Linked DNA regions of Oryctolagus cuniculus: region 1 is linked to region 2. The links are chromatin contacts, called in public Micro-C maps. All regions are on one chromosome and are shown on one strand. The core of a region is the stretch at or near the end of the contact, and the rest is flanking DNA. Distances in the headings are between cores, read along the strand shown. Region 1 holds the start of KLHL20 (kelch like family member 20). Region 2 holds the start of PRDX6 (peroxiredoxin 6).

Region 1 (7,257 bases), core at 4,434-6,933, 180 kb before region 2:
GGGAAAATGTTTATTTATAGTTGAGAGTGAGAATGAAAGAGACAGTGAGGGAGAGAGTGAAAGTGAGAGAGAGACACAGACACAGACACAGACACACACACACACACACACACACACAGAGGTTTCTTTGATTTGTTGGTTCATTCCCCAGATGCCCACAATATCCTAGACTGGGCCAAGCTGAAGCCAGGAACATGAAACTTCGTATGGGTCTCCCACATGGGTAGCAAGGGAGACCATGAGTCATCATCTGCTGCCTCCCGGGTGCACATTAGCAGGAAGCTAGATCATAAACAAAGTAGCAGGAACCAGCACTCTGATATGGGCTGTGCACTTCATAAGCAGTGTCACCTACTGTACCACAAGCCTGCCCAGAAAATACTCCTAATGTGTGTGAAATGGAATCTATTCTTGGCTTACTGTACTGTTCATCTTTCTGTATTTTTTAAAATTTATCTATTTGAAAGGCAGGGTTACACACAGAGATAGAGGGAGAGTCTCTAGAGAAAGAGATCTTCCATCCCTTGGTTCACTCCAAATGGCCACAACCGATAGGCCTGGGCCAGGCCAAAGCCAGGAGCCCAGAGCTTCCCCTAGGTCTCCCATGTGAGTACAGGGACTCCAGGGGTCATCCTCCTCTGCCCTCCAAGGCACATTAGCAGGGAGCTGGGTCAGAAGTGGAGCAGCCTGGACAGCAACTGGCACCTAAATGGAATGCTGGCATTGGCAGATGGTGGCCTTACCAGCTATGCCACAGTCAACCCCTCTTCCTGTATTTTTAATCTCATCCTGGTAGCATCCAGTTTCCCAAGCTGAAATCTCTAAAGTGACTTATATTAATTTTTCATCATTCTAAGTTCAGTTCACCAAATTATTTAAGTTTTACCACTAAATAATTTATTCTCTTTTCTTAATCTTCACTGACATACATCTACTTCAGATCCTCATCATCTTTCTAAACTATTACAAGTCCTTTAAATTCATTTTTTGCCATCATTTCTTCCCTCTTTCCAGGCTATTCCCTAGGTGCTTATGATTCAGCCCAAAGGACAGCGTGATCTAGCAATGTCCCCTGACTCTTAAACAACCTAAATACGAAGACAAAACTCTTCCCCATGGCCCAGTCTCATTTTTCATGATCCCCCCCCCCCCCCCGATTCTCTTTCTTCTCCCCAGTAACCTATACTACCTAAGAACTCACCACTCAAACATGTCAGACATTTCTGGATCTTGGCTGTTCACTCTGTTTATGGCATCTTTCGCTATCTCCCTTCTTTAGAAAAGTAAATTCTTAGCCTTTCTGTAGATCCAACTTAAATAGCACAATCTCTGTGATACTCTCCTTATCTCCACAGAGCAGAAATTCCCTCATCTCAGCTTATCTCTCTATTAAAATGCTGTTTCCATTGTATTATGATGTGTGTTTCTATCATTTCATATGCAGGCATAGAACAGATACTATATAAATGTTTGGTGAGTGAACAAACCAATTTTCAATGAAATCAGGCTTGGCTTCTTGTTTCTATGTTTAAGAAAAGGCGGAAGAATTATATTACAGAATGTCTCAGTATTCCTAAATGAAATTAATAATGAAAAATTTTATTTTGGGAAACAGGCACATAGTTGGTGAGATTGTAAATTGGTACAGCTTCTAAGGAGGGAGATTTGTCAATATCTACCAAAATTTAAAAATGGACATACTCTTTGGGCAATTCTACATCTAAAAATTTATCCTACAATTACATGTATGGGTAAAAAACTACACTAGTTGTAACAGCACAACATTTCTTTTTTAAAAAACTTTTATTTAATAAATATAAATTTCAAAAGTATAACTTTTGGGTTATAGTGGGCCCCCCCATAACCACCCTCCCACCTGCAAACCATCCCATCTCCTACTCCCTCTCCCATAACATTCTTCATTAAGATTCATTTTTAATTATCTTTATATACAGAAGATCAACAGTATATACTAAGTAAAGATTTCAACAGATTGCACCCACACAGACACACAAAGTATAAAGTACTGTTTGAATACTAGTTTTACTGTTAATTTGCATAGTACAACACATTAAGGACAGAGATCCTACAAGGGTAGTAAGTGCACAGAGACTCCTGTTGTTGATTTAACAATTGACACTCTTATTTAAGATGTCAGTAATCACCCGAGGCTCTTATCATGAGCTGCCAAGGCTATGGAAGCCTCTTGAATTCACAAACTCTGATCTCATTTAGACAGGGCCATAGTCAAAGTGGAAGTTCTCTCCTCCCTTCAGCGAAAGGTACCTCCTTCTTTGATGGCCTGTTTTTCTATTGGGATCTCACTCACAGAGATCTTTCATTTAGGTTGTTTTGTTTTTGTTTTTGTTTTTGCCACATTGTCTTGGCTTTCCATGCCTGAGACATTCTCATGGGCTTTTTTAGCTAGATCTGAATGCCTTAAGGGCTGATTCTGAGGCCAGAGTGAACAGTACAACATTTCAAATAAATGTTTCTCAAAAGGGATGGGTTACCTACAGTATGTACAGAAAATGGAATAGTATAAAACTATTAAAAACAAGCTGAATCTATATGTATTTGTCACAATTTACAAAGTAATTTGTGAAGTGAATAAAGGCACAAAGAATATGCCTGATATGCTAACATTAATGTTTTTTAAATGGGAAGATAGCCTGTATATGCTTGTGTGTGCATTACAATTTCTGGGAAAGAAACTGCTTACAGTGTTTGCCTTTGGAGAGAACTTGGAGCTGGCATCGGCACTGGGTGACTTACTTTTCATCCAATATCCTATTGTATCTTTACATTTTACATCATGTACACATAAATAGTTAAGTAAATAAATGAAACTGTCCTAACAAAAATGCCAATTGACTTCATGAAACTTTATAATCAAGATTTAGAATTTCTCTAACAATAGTTTTCAATCTTTTCTTGCTCTTAGGTTTTTTTTTTCTTGAGAGGAAAAGTAGAAACTTCATCATTCAAACACTTATTCAGTAATCATTAGGTGCTAGGGAGGCAAACATATGAAGACACATAAACTCAAAGAGTTAGTAATCTAGAAGTGAGAGTGAACATGTATTCAAATAATCTTAATATAAAGGGTTACTCTGCACTCAAAGCTTCTTTACCAGTAGCTAAGTATAAAGCCAACATGATGGAGACTGCCCTCTGGGTTGTAGCAGCAGACATGAAAGTCCAACAAGGGATGGTTAGGAAGATGGGACTTAATGTAAGTAGTAGAGAAAAGTAAGATCAGAGAGCAATGGATAGACTAGGCTCTGGCCAAGTGATGGTGACACAGAAAGAGCTGTAACTTAACAATTAATGGCACTAGAATTATCCAACATGATTTTGAATAACTGACAGTATTATGTAATAAAACAAGCAAAGAAAGGACATGAGCGATTAAGTGAATAGTTGATACAGATATTACTGATAAATCCAAAACATTCCCATGCTCTTTCATTTAAAACAATAGGCTATAGTTTTAGCAATTACATAAGATATGATATTTATGGCAGTTGAGGGTGAGGTCAATCAGTGGCTTTTGCAATCATGTTACAAACTGAAGTGATAAAGCATTTGTATACATGTTGTTAATTTTTTTCATGTTCTTTGTGGTCAAATATTACTCCTCCAATAGGTAAGTACCATACAAATACCACAACTGGTCAGCTCTATAGCATCTTTCTATCTGAAGATCTGAAAGCACCAGCAAGCATTCATTAATGCCCAATATTCTAATCAGATACACTACAGAATTAAATGGGGGATACAAGCAAGGTGAACAGTTCAAGGTCAATTGGTAAATCAACAGATTTGGGACAAGATGTACATTCTGCTTCTTTTGAATTATAAATGACATCCCCTCCATGAAATGTTTCTTCTCTTAAAATAGTTGTTTATCTTTGACGTTGAATAACAAATGATGAAACAGAGTTCAAGAAGTATAAAATGAGTCTAAAAAATGAAGAAACAGAACTGGGCTGATTCTGTTTCAGTAGAATCTGGTCTCACTTGTTGAAACAGATGGAGAAGAAGCACTACTGCATTCTGGAGTTGGTAGGGCCTATAATTGTCTATATTTTCCCACATACTGTTCTGCTTTCTACAAACTTATATCCAAATACCTTTTTTTTTTTTTAGTCTTTAAACAATCTTTCTTGCAAAGCGGCTATTTTAATTAACAGAGCAAATGTACTATTGAACATCAATGAAATAACCAAAGCCATCATTAGGCATGCAGCACACCATATTATAAATAACTTATTTGTATATGGCAACAGAACCCTCTACATTCTACCGGGAACTGATTATAGTAAACCCCTATAGTATCATAGCACATTTAATGGTTATCACAAAAAATCACCACGCAAAGAGGAAAATTTAAGAACCACACAAAACCCACCACACCCTTTAGAAATTTGACTTCCATATTTTACTCTTTCAAAAAGCTATTGATTTCTGATAATGCTTTTGATTCTTTTTAGAACAAGAATGAGTTCCAAGCGGAGTTTAGTGAGACTCGCAAACCTTTTTGAAAACTGTTGCATGGAACCTTGAGTTATCAGGTGCCGAAATTCAATCAGTGAAACCCAAGATTCCATTTGTAAACGCCTACCTGCGCATTGGCTTTCCTTCCATGCACCATGAAAAGCACCCTTCGGCACGCTCCACAGCCAACCTTAAGCAACAGAAAAACAGGAACTTAGTAAAAGCTCTTTCTGCTCTTTCCGGCAACAACTTCGCAGGACCCATCCACTCACTCGGTCAGGAACCAGGACTCGTCCGTCCTGCTGCCTCGCGGGCCTCTGGCACATGCACAACCCACCTGCCCTTACTGCGCCCGCTAAGACGATGCTACGTGTAGGCGGGGCGCGGGGCAGTCCCGGCGGCTAAGCCCGAGTCGTCTCTTCTCGAAAAGTGCTTGGAGTCGCTTAGCTCCGACCTCGCCCCAAACGCATCTACGCGGCGACCCCTGATACCCACAGCAGGGCACGGCTGGTTCAACACCGCACCTGAAGGCCGTGAACTTGTCCCGAAGTGCCGGCGCAGCACGAAGCGTCTGCCTTCAAAGACAAAAAACTGCGCCTCCAGCAGCCCGAGCAGGGCAGGCAGAGTGCGGCTCCAGACCAGCCCTCGTTCCAAGTCTGTCCTCCGATTCCTGACACAACGCTCGCTCCCCCCTTGGCAAGGCTGCGCCGGGGCTCCGGGGCTCCGGGGGACCCACGGCACCCCCTTCCTTCCCCGGGATGCCAAACGCCAAGGGGGAGACGTCCGGAATGCACACCTCAGCTCCCCGGTTCCAGCCTAGGGCGGTCAGCCGGCGAGAGCCCAGTCTGGCGCCCCGCAAGGCCCGGCCCCGGTGCCCCAACAGCCTCTTCTTGGGGCCGCCTGACAGGCGACGGACGAAGCCCGGCCCCGACCCCATAGGGCAGCCCAGCAACTTGGGACCACAGCTTTGCAAAGCGAGCCCTGGGGCGCCGTAGGCTGCACGCTGCAGCTCTAAGGAGGCTCACTTACCGGCTCTGACACTTTCTTCTCTGCCGCAGCCTCCTCCGCCTCCTCCACCCGCCACTCCTCTGCCTCCGCCTCCACCGCCGCTACCACCACCAGGATGCAGCTCCTTCAGCTATTTCCTCCCCCCTGCACCCGCCCCTCTCCAGGGGCAGGAAGTAGTCCGGCTCCTAAATCGCTCCCCCTGGAAACGACACATTCCGCCGAGAGGTTCCGGTGCACCCGCGGAAGTCACCGCGCCCTTCGCTGGAGCTCGCAGGAACTTCAGATCCGCCTGCCCATAACCCGAGGGTGAGCACCTGGAGAGTTCACCGCGGACCAGCAGTACTTGAGTACTGAAGTCTGCCCCTTTCTTCATCGTTTTCTATAGGAAAAGCAACAGAGATGCGAGTGGGGACAAGTTAACGGAAAGCTAGGAATTTTAATTTACTTGTAGCAGGTAGGTTGCTTTAGGGCAGGCTTGTTCCTACATCCGTAGCTGTCAGGCCCTACCGTGTGCCAAGTGCTGAGGATACACGGACGAGTCAGAAATAAGCCCAACCCTCTAGATTTTCCACAGCACAGCTTTCACTACACCAGGTTCTTTCCAGGACTCAGGCCGCGTCACCTTGTCCTAGCTGCTCAGTATGCACCACCCAGGCGCTTCGTGGAGGGCTTGTGCGGACTCGTTTCATCATGATTTTTTTTTTTTTTTTTTTTTGACAGGCAGAGTGGACAGTGAGAGAGAGAGACAGAGAGAAAGGTCTTCTTTTGCCGTTGGTTCACCCTCCAATGGCCGCCATGGCCGGTGCACCGCGCTGATCCGATGGCAGGAGCCAGGAGCCAGGTGCTTCTCCTGGTCTCCCACGGGGTGCAGGGTCCAAGCACTTGGGCCATCCTCCACTGCACTCCCTGGCCACAGCAGAGAGCTGGCCTGGAAGAGGGGCAACCGGGACAGAATCCGGCGCCCGGACCGGGACTAGAACCTGGTGTGCCGGCGCCGCTAGGTGGAGGATTAGCCTAGTGAGCCGTGGCGACGGCCTTGTTTCATCATGATTTTAAAATTTATTTGTTTATTAATCTGAGAGGTGGGCAGAGAGAGGGTGCTCACATCTGCTGCACACCCCAAAGGCCCCCAGTAGTAGAGGCTGGACCCTGTTGGTCCAGGGCTGAAGCCTGGGACCTGGGAACTCAGCATAGGCCACCCCCCATGTGTGGCAGGAACCCAGCTACTTGGGCCATCAGTGCTGCCCTCCAGAGTGTGCATTAGCAGGAAGCTGGAAGCAGAGCCAGAAACTGAATCCAGGCCCTCTGATGTGGGATGCAGGAATGATGGTAACCAGTGTCTTAACCACTGGGCTAACTGCTCACTTGCGGAGTCCCTTTAGTAAGGGAAACTTTTTTTTTTCCAATTTGTCTTTTCTACAAATGTTCCCATAGCACACAGCCACCTGATTTTTATTATATATTCAGAAAACAAGTGATTCAAGTGTAAGATGAGGGTTTCAATTTCAGGAATACCAATGAAAAACTGCTGCTGACTTCTTGGTAACTATGCTAGATTAAGCATTAACTGAATTTTTAAAGTTTTATTTTATTTATTTGACTGAGTTACAGAGAGAGGTGGACACAGGGGGTGGGGGGAGAGGGAGAGAGAGAGGTGTTTTCCTTCTGCTGGTTCACTCCCCAGATGGCTGCAATGGCTGGAGTTGAGCCGATCTGAAGCCAGGAGCCAGGAGCTTCTTCCAAGTCTAC
Region 2 (7,468 bases), core at 4,022-6,521:
TCACCTGGGTGTCATCTAATTCAGTCAAATTCTCACACTGTCCACCTGGGGACAGTGTCACATCCCGCAGTTTGAGGGCTCAGTCCTGTAGGACTGTCCCTACCTCTGATGACAATCGCCAAGTTCCAGGTAGCTTTCCTAGTGTTTTTGAACAACCAGCTATAAACTGGTATTCCCATGACCCCTTCCTTGTGTTTGATTAATATGCTATAGTGGCTCACGGAACCCAGAGAACCATATTTACTGGTTTGTTAGGAAGGCTATTACAAAGAATAGGGATGAAGAGATGCATAGGTCAAGGTATGGGAGAAGGGTGTGGAGCTCCCATGTCCTCTCCAGGAACTTCTCATGTTCAGCTTCCCCGAAGCTCCTCAAATCCAATTTCTTTGAGTTTTTATGGAGGCTTCATTACAAACACGAATCCTACCTTAGTCTTTAGGGCGATCAGCCCCAGTGCTGAAGCTACCTAAGGGCTAGCAGCCAGCAATCAACTCCTTAGCATACAAAAAGACCTGCAGGACTCTGAAGATTCCATAAGGAATGGGAAGAAGACCAGATACATGTTTCACACAGCACAGTACGCTACCTTGCTCCAGGCAAGATGGTCCTCAACGCTGTCTACGGACAGGGCGATCAACTTCACATTCCTCTTGGCAAATTCTGGTGCCAGCTTTGCAGCTCGGCCGAGTTCCGTGGTGCAAACTGGGGTGAAGTCCCGAGGGTGGGAGAAGAGGATGCCCCATCTGAAATGAAGAAGGGCACAGCTGAATGAAGAGTTACCAACATCAGGTAGAATGAAAACCTGCAATTTCTAGCCCCTCACCCCAAAAATAAAGTTTTCTTTCTTAAATGAATGCTTAAGAAGATATTTACTTAGGCGATGCTTTATAATCTTCTCGCCGCCAACAAAGCCTATGTTTAGAGCTCAATTCAAAGATTATGAAAATTCAAGATGCTATTTAAAAAGACTAATTTTAGGGTGTTGTCTTTTAATAGCTATAGTACCGCTCTGACTCCTGTTAGCTAATAAAATCTGTGCTACCCAAGCTAACAGCTTGGTGAAATAACTTTCTATTTCTTCTTATCCTTTTGTCTGCTTTTTTCTACCAAAGACCCTGATGTTCAGCTCCAACAAGGAATGTGTCATCCAAGCACATGTCTGACTGCAACAATAAACAGATTATGTAACCTGAACTAAATAAGGACCTAGCCTCGATTTGTAAGTAAAACGCAAGCTGACACTTGGCTCCTTTGAAATGAGGGGATATAAAATCTTTTGCCAAATGTACTAATCTGCCAAACGGGACACTCAGTGTTTGCACCCTGACGAAACAATAGCACTTAGTTTTATCTACCTCTTGTTCAGCTGCAGTTCCTGGCAGGTACAAAACTGGAGGCTACAATGTAGACTCTACAACTACAGATGCGTAGGTAAGTACTGATCTCTAAACCATCATTGCCTTGAGGTTAAACCTGCACAAATTCGGAGCACATTTTGAGTTGAGTCACCAGGAAACTCTGAGGCCCATTTCCTTCTCCCTGGGAACAAAGTACTCTTTCAACTGAAAAGGAAAATTTAACACTCAGTTCTCCATACTCTCATCAGTTTAAAACATCAAGGGAGCACCCTAAACTAGTAATTACTAAATTTAGCCTAGATGCTAAGCTGACCCCTGCAAAGTCTGACAAATTTTCCAGGGTACAAAGAAAAACACAGATACAAGGGCACCTCCTTCCCACCTCCACCTGTCGCTCAACTCCCCAGGGTTCAGGAAGAGAAAGCCATACTTTCAAACAGGATGGAAGTGCTAGGGCAGGAACGGCAGAAGTGTGTTATGTTTACTTCCTAATAAAGAGCCACAGAAGGGCATATATTTTTTGAAATAAATAAGCTAGCTGTGAGTACAATGTAGGCCTTAGATTCTATGGCAAAGAACTTAAGTCAGGGTCACATGAGATTTACGAGATAAAGTCTCCCAAAGTAGGAAAAAAAAAAAATGGAACAGGCAGTTTGTTAGAGGGGTAATAAGTTAGAAAAGTCTTCGCTTCTTGGTGGGTCAGCAGAGTCCCTGTTGCTTAATCACGCTCAGGCACTGGTTTGAAGTCACTTTGCATCCCCTCCTTCCTCAGAAGGCGAGACTCCGGCCTGCCACATGCCTAGAAACAGGCTAAACTCCAGCAATGCCTTCCCTTGGCCTGCTTCTTTCCTCCTAAGTTTTCTGACTGCTGCTATTGAGAGTAATTCGATCACATTTACCCATTTCCTTCCTTTCACATTTTCAAGACAAAAGGATTACTCCTTAAAGAAAACATTTCCTGCTTACTAAGCCCCAGAAATCCCCCCCCCCCCCCCAAGTATGTTCTGTTTGGTGAAGATGTAGTTCCTTCTACAGAAGCAGTGTTAAGGCTCAATAAACTCATTAGATGCAGCACCTGAAATCCTTAGGTTCTCTCCAATTGCTATGTATGGAGTAGGTCCCTAGGCCATTAGGGGAGTGAACTAGCAGATGAAAGATCTGTCTCTTCCTCTCTAGTTCTTTCAAATAACTAAGTAAATCTCAAAAAAAAAAAAAAAAAAAGAAAAAAAAAAAAGAAAAAAAGAAATGACAGTCTGACTTGAGATCAGAGAGTTTAGAAAAATTAGAGGTAAAAAATTTGTATATTATAATGCTATAAATGGCTCACATCTCTTCCAGGTGGCACAGGAAACATGTCTAATCATAGGCAGACTTGCATATCTGATTACAGATGTGGATTTTCTAAAAACATGTCCTATTTTCTTTCTTTTCTTTAAGATTTATTTATTTATTGAAAGGCAGAGTTACAGATAGGCAGAGGCAGAGAGAGAGGAGGTCTTCCATTTGCTGGTTCACTCCCCAAATGGCCACAACAGCCAGAGCTGAGCTGATTTGAAGCCAGGAGCTTCTTTGGGGTCTCCCACTGCTTTCCCAGGCCATAGCAAAGAGCTTGATAGGAAGTGGAGCAGCCAGGACTTGAACCAGTGCCCATATGGGATGCCAGCGCTGTAGGCGATGGCTTTACCCACTATGCCACAATGCTGGCCCCATGGATATTTTTCTCATCTTCTTACTGGTGGCTCCCTGAGAAGGTACCACTTTCAATTAAAGCTAAACAGAGCCAGAAGCCAACAAACAATAATGGAAAAGGATGGTTAGCTTAAATACTGACAGTGTTGCTACAGTAAATAGCTTTCATATTTACCTTTAATCTAGACAAACCTCACTTCATGGAGGAGAGAGTTGTAGGGGAGAAAACACATTCTGAAGATTCCATAGGGTTGGGGAGAAATACTAATACCTGGATTCTGAATACGACATTGGCCATAAGCTCTATTTGTTAAGTCTTTTCCTGCCTTCAAGATCTGAATATTTCATTTCTCAGTGGCTTTCTATCCCACTCCTCTGACAAAGCTTACTTTTCTGCTGCTCAGTGGCTGGGCTGAAGGGGCTTAGGGATAGTGTGGGCCCGTTGTATAACAATCTCTCCTGCGGCACAGTGAGTTAAGTAAGCTGCCATCTGCAGTGAGTGGGGGATGCAGGTTGGAGTCCCTGCTGCTCCACTTCCCTGCTAATGTGCCAGCGAAAGCAGTGGAAGATGGCCCAAGTTCTTGGGCCTCTGCACCCACGTGGGAGACCCAGATGGAGTAAGAGGCTTCTGGCTTCAGCCTGGCCCAGCCCTGGCTGCTGTGGCTATTTGAGGATTGTACCAGCAGATGGAAGATCCCTCTCTCTGTCTATCCCTCCCTCTGCAATTCTTTCAAGTAAAATAAATAAACCTTTAAAAAAATTACTGTGTAGCCACACACACACACACACACAAAATCTCTCCCAGGTTCTCAGCACAGCCGTGTCCAACCATTAACTTCTTCCTCTGCCTCTCCCCGGTGAGTCTCTGGCTACTGTATCTAAAAAGGGTACAGGCTGGGAGGACTGCACGCCTCATAACACCACGGGAAGACACCTCCTACCCAAAGTGTCTGGAATGCTCCTGATGAACACCAGGCAACTTAAAGTTGGCTGTAAAACAAGAGCAACACCCATTAACTCCCGATCATGATGCTGCGACCACCAGGCCAGACACTGGGTCACCACGCTGGCTATCACACGTGCTGGATGCCAGAGAGGAGGCAGGGCAGTCAGAGAGGGCAGAAGCGAGAGAGGGAGACAAAAGGGTCTCTACGGGGGGAGGTGCACGCGTCCCGTGGCCTGCAAGGCCCTCCCTGGGCGCGAACAGGCCACTGCAGCTGAAGACCTTAGCAGGGCAGTCAGAGAGGGCAGAAGCGAGAGAGGGAGACAAAAGGGTCTCCATGGGGGGAGGTGCACGCGTCCCACGGCCTGCAAGGCCCTCCCCGGGCGCGAACAGGCCACTGCAGCTGAAGACCTCAGCTCTCCGCTCAGAAGGTGTTGCAAGTTCTGGAACCAAGGACACAGCTACACACAGCCTGGCTGTTTCTGGCTCCTCCCTAGAGCTGTTGCCAAATTTTATCTTGGCCAGCGGAGGTGTTCTGGGCAGCTCGCGGCTCTACGGTTCTCCTCTGGGGCCCAGGAGCCTGCAAATACCACTGCAACAAGGAGAACTCTCAGGCGAGGGCGGGCCCCTCCCGAACCTGCAGCCCGCAGCTCCGTCCTCTGACTTTGGCCCTGGCCACCCTCTTTCCCCAGGGAGCAAATTCCAGGCCGGAGGGAGGGGAGGAGGGTGGTGCGGCCCCGGGCACCAGTCCCAGGCAGTGACCGCCGAGGTCGCCCGGCCTCCGCCCCCCGCACGGGTTACTAAACGGAATTCAACCACACGAAACCTGGCGTTCCCAGGGCCTGCGGAACCCAGTTGCGTTCCCACCCCCACCCCTGCCCCCGCTTTAGCCTGGTTAGCCCGACTGGCGGCCGAGAGGGGTCAGGGACCCAGGCAAGGTGACCGGAGGGCGGCCGGCCCCCACCTGCGCTCGGCCGACGCGGGGCCGCAGGGCGAGAGGCACGTGCGGGAACCGGTGGCCGGCACCGAATAAGGCAGGCGCCTCGGGCCCCGGCGGGACCGGACGACGCGGCCACTTACGAGTCTCCCAGAAAGTCGTGGAAACGGATGCGGCCGATGGTGGTGTTGGCCTCGAAGTTGGGCGCCTCGTCCCCGAGAAGCAGACCTCCGGGCATGGCGGCAGCGGCGGAGCGGGAGGGACAGCGTAGGCGCGACTGCGGCAGCAACCAGCCGGCGGCTCGGCGGACTGGCGCGGCGCGCGCCCGGCGGGGCGGGCGGGGCCTGGTGGGAGAGGGGCGGGGCCCGGGGCGGGGCCCGGGCGGGGCCCGAGTGCCGAGGGTGTGGGGCCTGAGCGGGGCCCGAGGGCGAGGGGCGGGGCGAGGGGCGGGTCCGAGGGCCGAGGGTGTGGGGCCTGAGCGGGGCCCGAGGGCGAGGGGCGGGTCCGAGGGCCGAGGGTGTAGGGCCTGGGCGGGGCCCGAGGGCGAGGGGCGGGGCGAGGGGCGGGTCCGAGGGCCGAGGGTGTGGGGCCTGGGCGGGGCCCGAGGGCGAGGGGCGGGTCCGAGGGCCGAGGGTGTGGGGCCTGGGCGGGGCCCGAGGGCGAGGGGCGGGGCGGGGGGCGGGGCGCCCGGCAGCCTCTCGGCCTCCCGCCCTGTGAGAACCGCCGGACGCGGGCGCCGGTCTCTCCGTGACGCGGGCCTGGGGTAACGCCGCCCCCTGGAGGCTGCGGGGTGCGCCAGGTTAGACTCCGCGAGGCGGTTCGGGTTCGGGGGTGAAAGGAGGCGGACAGCCGAAGTAGGGGAGTCGCCGCGCGCGCTGCCGTCCGCTGCCGCCGCACGGCTGGCGGAGGCGCCTCAGTCCTGCGCGCCCGCGAGCCCGCACGGCCGCGTCTGCGGCTGAGGAAGTGGCCACACCGGGGTCGAGTGCTGGAGGAAGTGGCTTTCTCATTGCAGCAGAAATTCCCGTACGAAGTCCCACGGAACCAGACTTCCGTTTTTGTTCAGCCTTTGCCCGCCCACCTTAGGAACCCTTAGACAGTCACGCCGCACGCGTGTCCTGAAAGCGCAATGTGAAATGTAGAGCACCGTGTGCAGGTCGCTTCTGTTCCCCAGGGGACGGGGGATTCAGATTCACTTATTACTGTATCAGTGCCACGCGTGCTTGTGTACCAGGCGGGGGGACGATGGCGAAGGATACATGATCCGACAGGACGGTGTTAGACCGCAGCAGGCCTATTTAGAGAAGGAAAGTAAGTTAGTGGCTGCAGAGCGACTTTGGATTGGGTGGGTGGTCTGGGAACGCTTCCGGGAGAGTGCAGATCAGCTACTCAGTGTGCGCTCTGGAAGTGCTGTTAGTGTTTGGGTGGTGAGCATGGTCTATGCAGCCACTGTTGCTTTCCTGGTATGTGTGGGCTGCGCCAGCCGCAGATTTACATGCAGTTAGGATAGACTGTGCTGAATGTTGGTAGGGAGAGGGGATGTGATGCAAATGGTTAGGGTTCAGAGATGGACAGTCCTCTGGGTGGGGCGTGGCAGGGTTAAGATGGCAGTGGGTAGAGTACGGAGTCAAATGCTGTGATCTGAGTTTTCAGTGTAGTGATGTGTTTCTGTATAATTTATACTTAGTTCTCCTCACAACAAGGACTTGCAGTAAGATGACTGGTAAAATTGGTAGCCACTCTAGAAAACTCTGTAAAGCTAATCTAATCTCCACGTTTTTAAAAAAAGATTTATTTATTTATTTGAAAGAGTTACACAGAGAGAGAAGAGAGGCAGAGAGAGAGGTCTTCTGCCCAATGGTTCACTCCCCAGTTGGTCGCAACGGCCGGAACTGCGCCGATCCAAAGCCAGGAGCCAGGAGCTTCTTCGGGGTCTCCCACACGGGTGCAGGCGCCCAAGGACTTGGGTCATCTTCTACTGCTTTCCCAGGCCACAGTAGAGAGCTGGATCAGAAGTGGAGCAGCCAGGATATGAATCGACGCCCATGTGGGATGCCGGCAGTGCAGGTGGCGGCTGTACCCCTTCGTCACAGTGTTGGCCCCTATGTTTTGGTTTTAAATGCACTGTTTTAACTCTTTTTGTTGGGGAGAAAGGAAGTAGAAGAGAAGGGTAGTTTGACTTTAAGGCCTTACTGATAATGTGTTGTGGATTTAGACTAGAAAACATGATCCACTATAAATATGAAGAATGAATGTGGAAACAGATTACTGATCTCTGACAAATTACTGATCTCTGACCTGCCTTCTCTAAAGTATGCAACTATAATAAAACAGGATGAACACCTGTTGGAATTTATAGTACCAGATTCTACATGCAGGCAATGGATCTGCACTCTACAACCTTGATTGCTTTAGCTGTTGTAGCATTTTAAATTCTTTCACATTATCTGCCAACATTTAAAAAAGATTATTTATGTATTTGAAAGGCAGAGTTATATATAGAGAGAGAGACAGAGAGATCCTCCATTTCCTGGTTCACTCTCC

What was found. A called contact is a pair of places that touch in the nucleus more often than the background predicts.
Region 1: a contact with region 2 is called in a Micro-C map of ear pinna, with 5 times the contacts expected there. The contact joins the promoter of KLHL20 here to the promoter of PRDX6 in region 2. A contact is called at or near these places in 3 of 6 Hi-C or Micro-C datasets (ear pinna, skin fibroblasts and an unstated tissue).

Annotation. Positions count from the first base shown.
Region 1 is chr7:2,145,446-2,152,702 of mOryCun1.1, reverse strand. It overlaps KLHL20 (kelch like family member 20), which reads right to left and starts at 5,683. Exons shown (of 12, transcript XM_070077132.1): 1 at 5,530-5,683; 2 at 4,628-4,690. The coding sequence starts at 4,650. It overlaps ANKRD45 (ankyrin repeat domain 45), which reads left to right and starts at 5,734. Exons shown (of 6, transcript XM_070077134.1): 1 at 5,734-5,814.
Region 2 is chr7:1,961,925-1,969,392 of mOryCun1.1, reverse strand. It overlaps PRDX6 (peroxiredoxin 6), which reads right to left and starts at 5,271. Exons shown (of 5, transcript XM_002714992.4): 1 at 5,071-5,271; 2 at 587-743. The coding sequence starts at 5,165.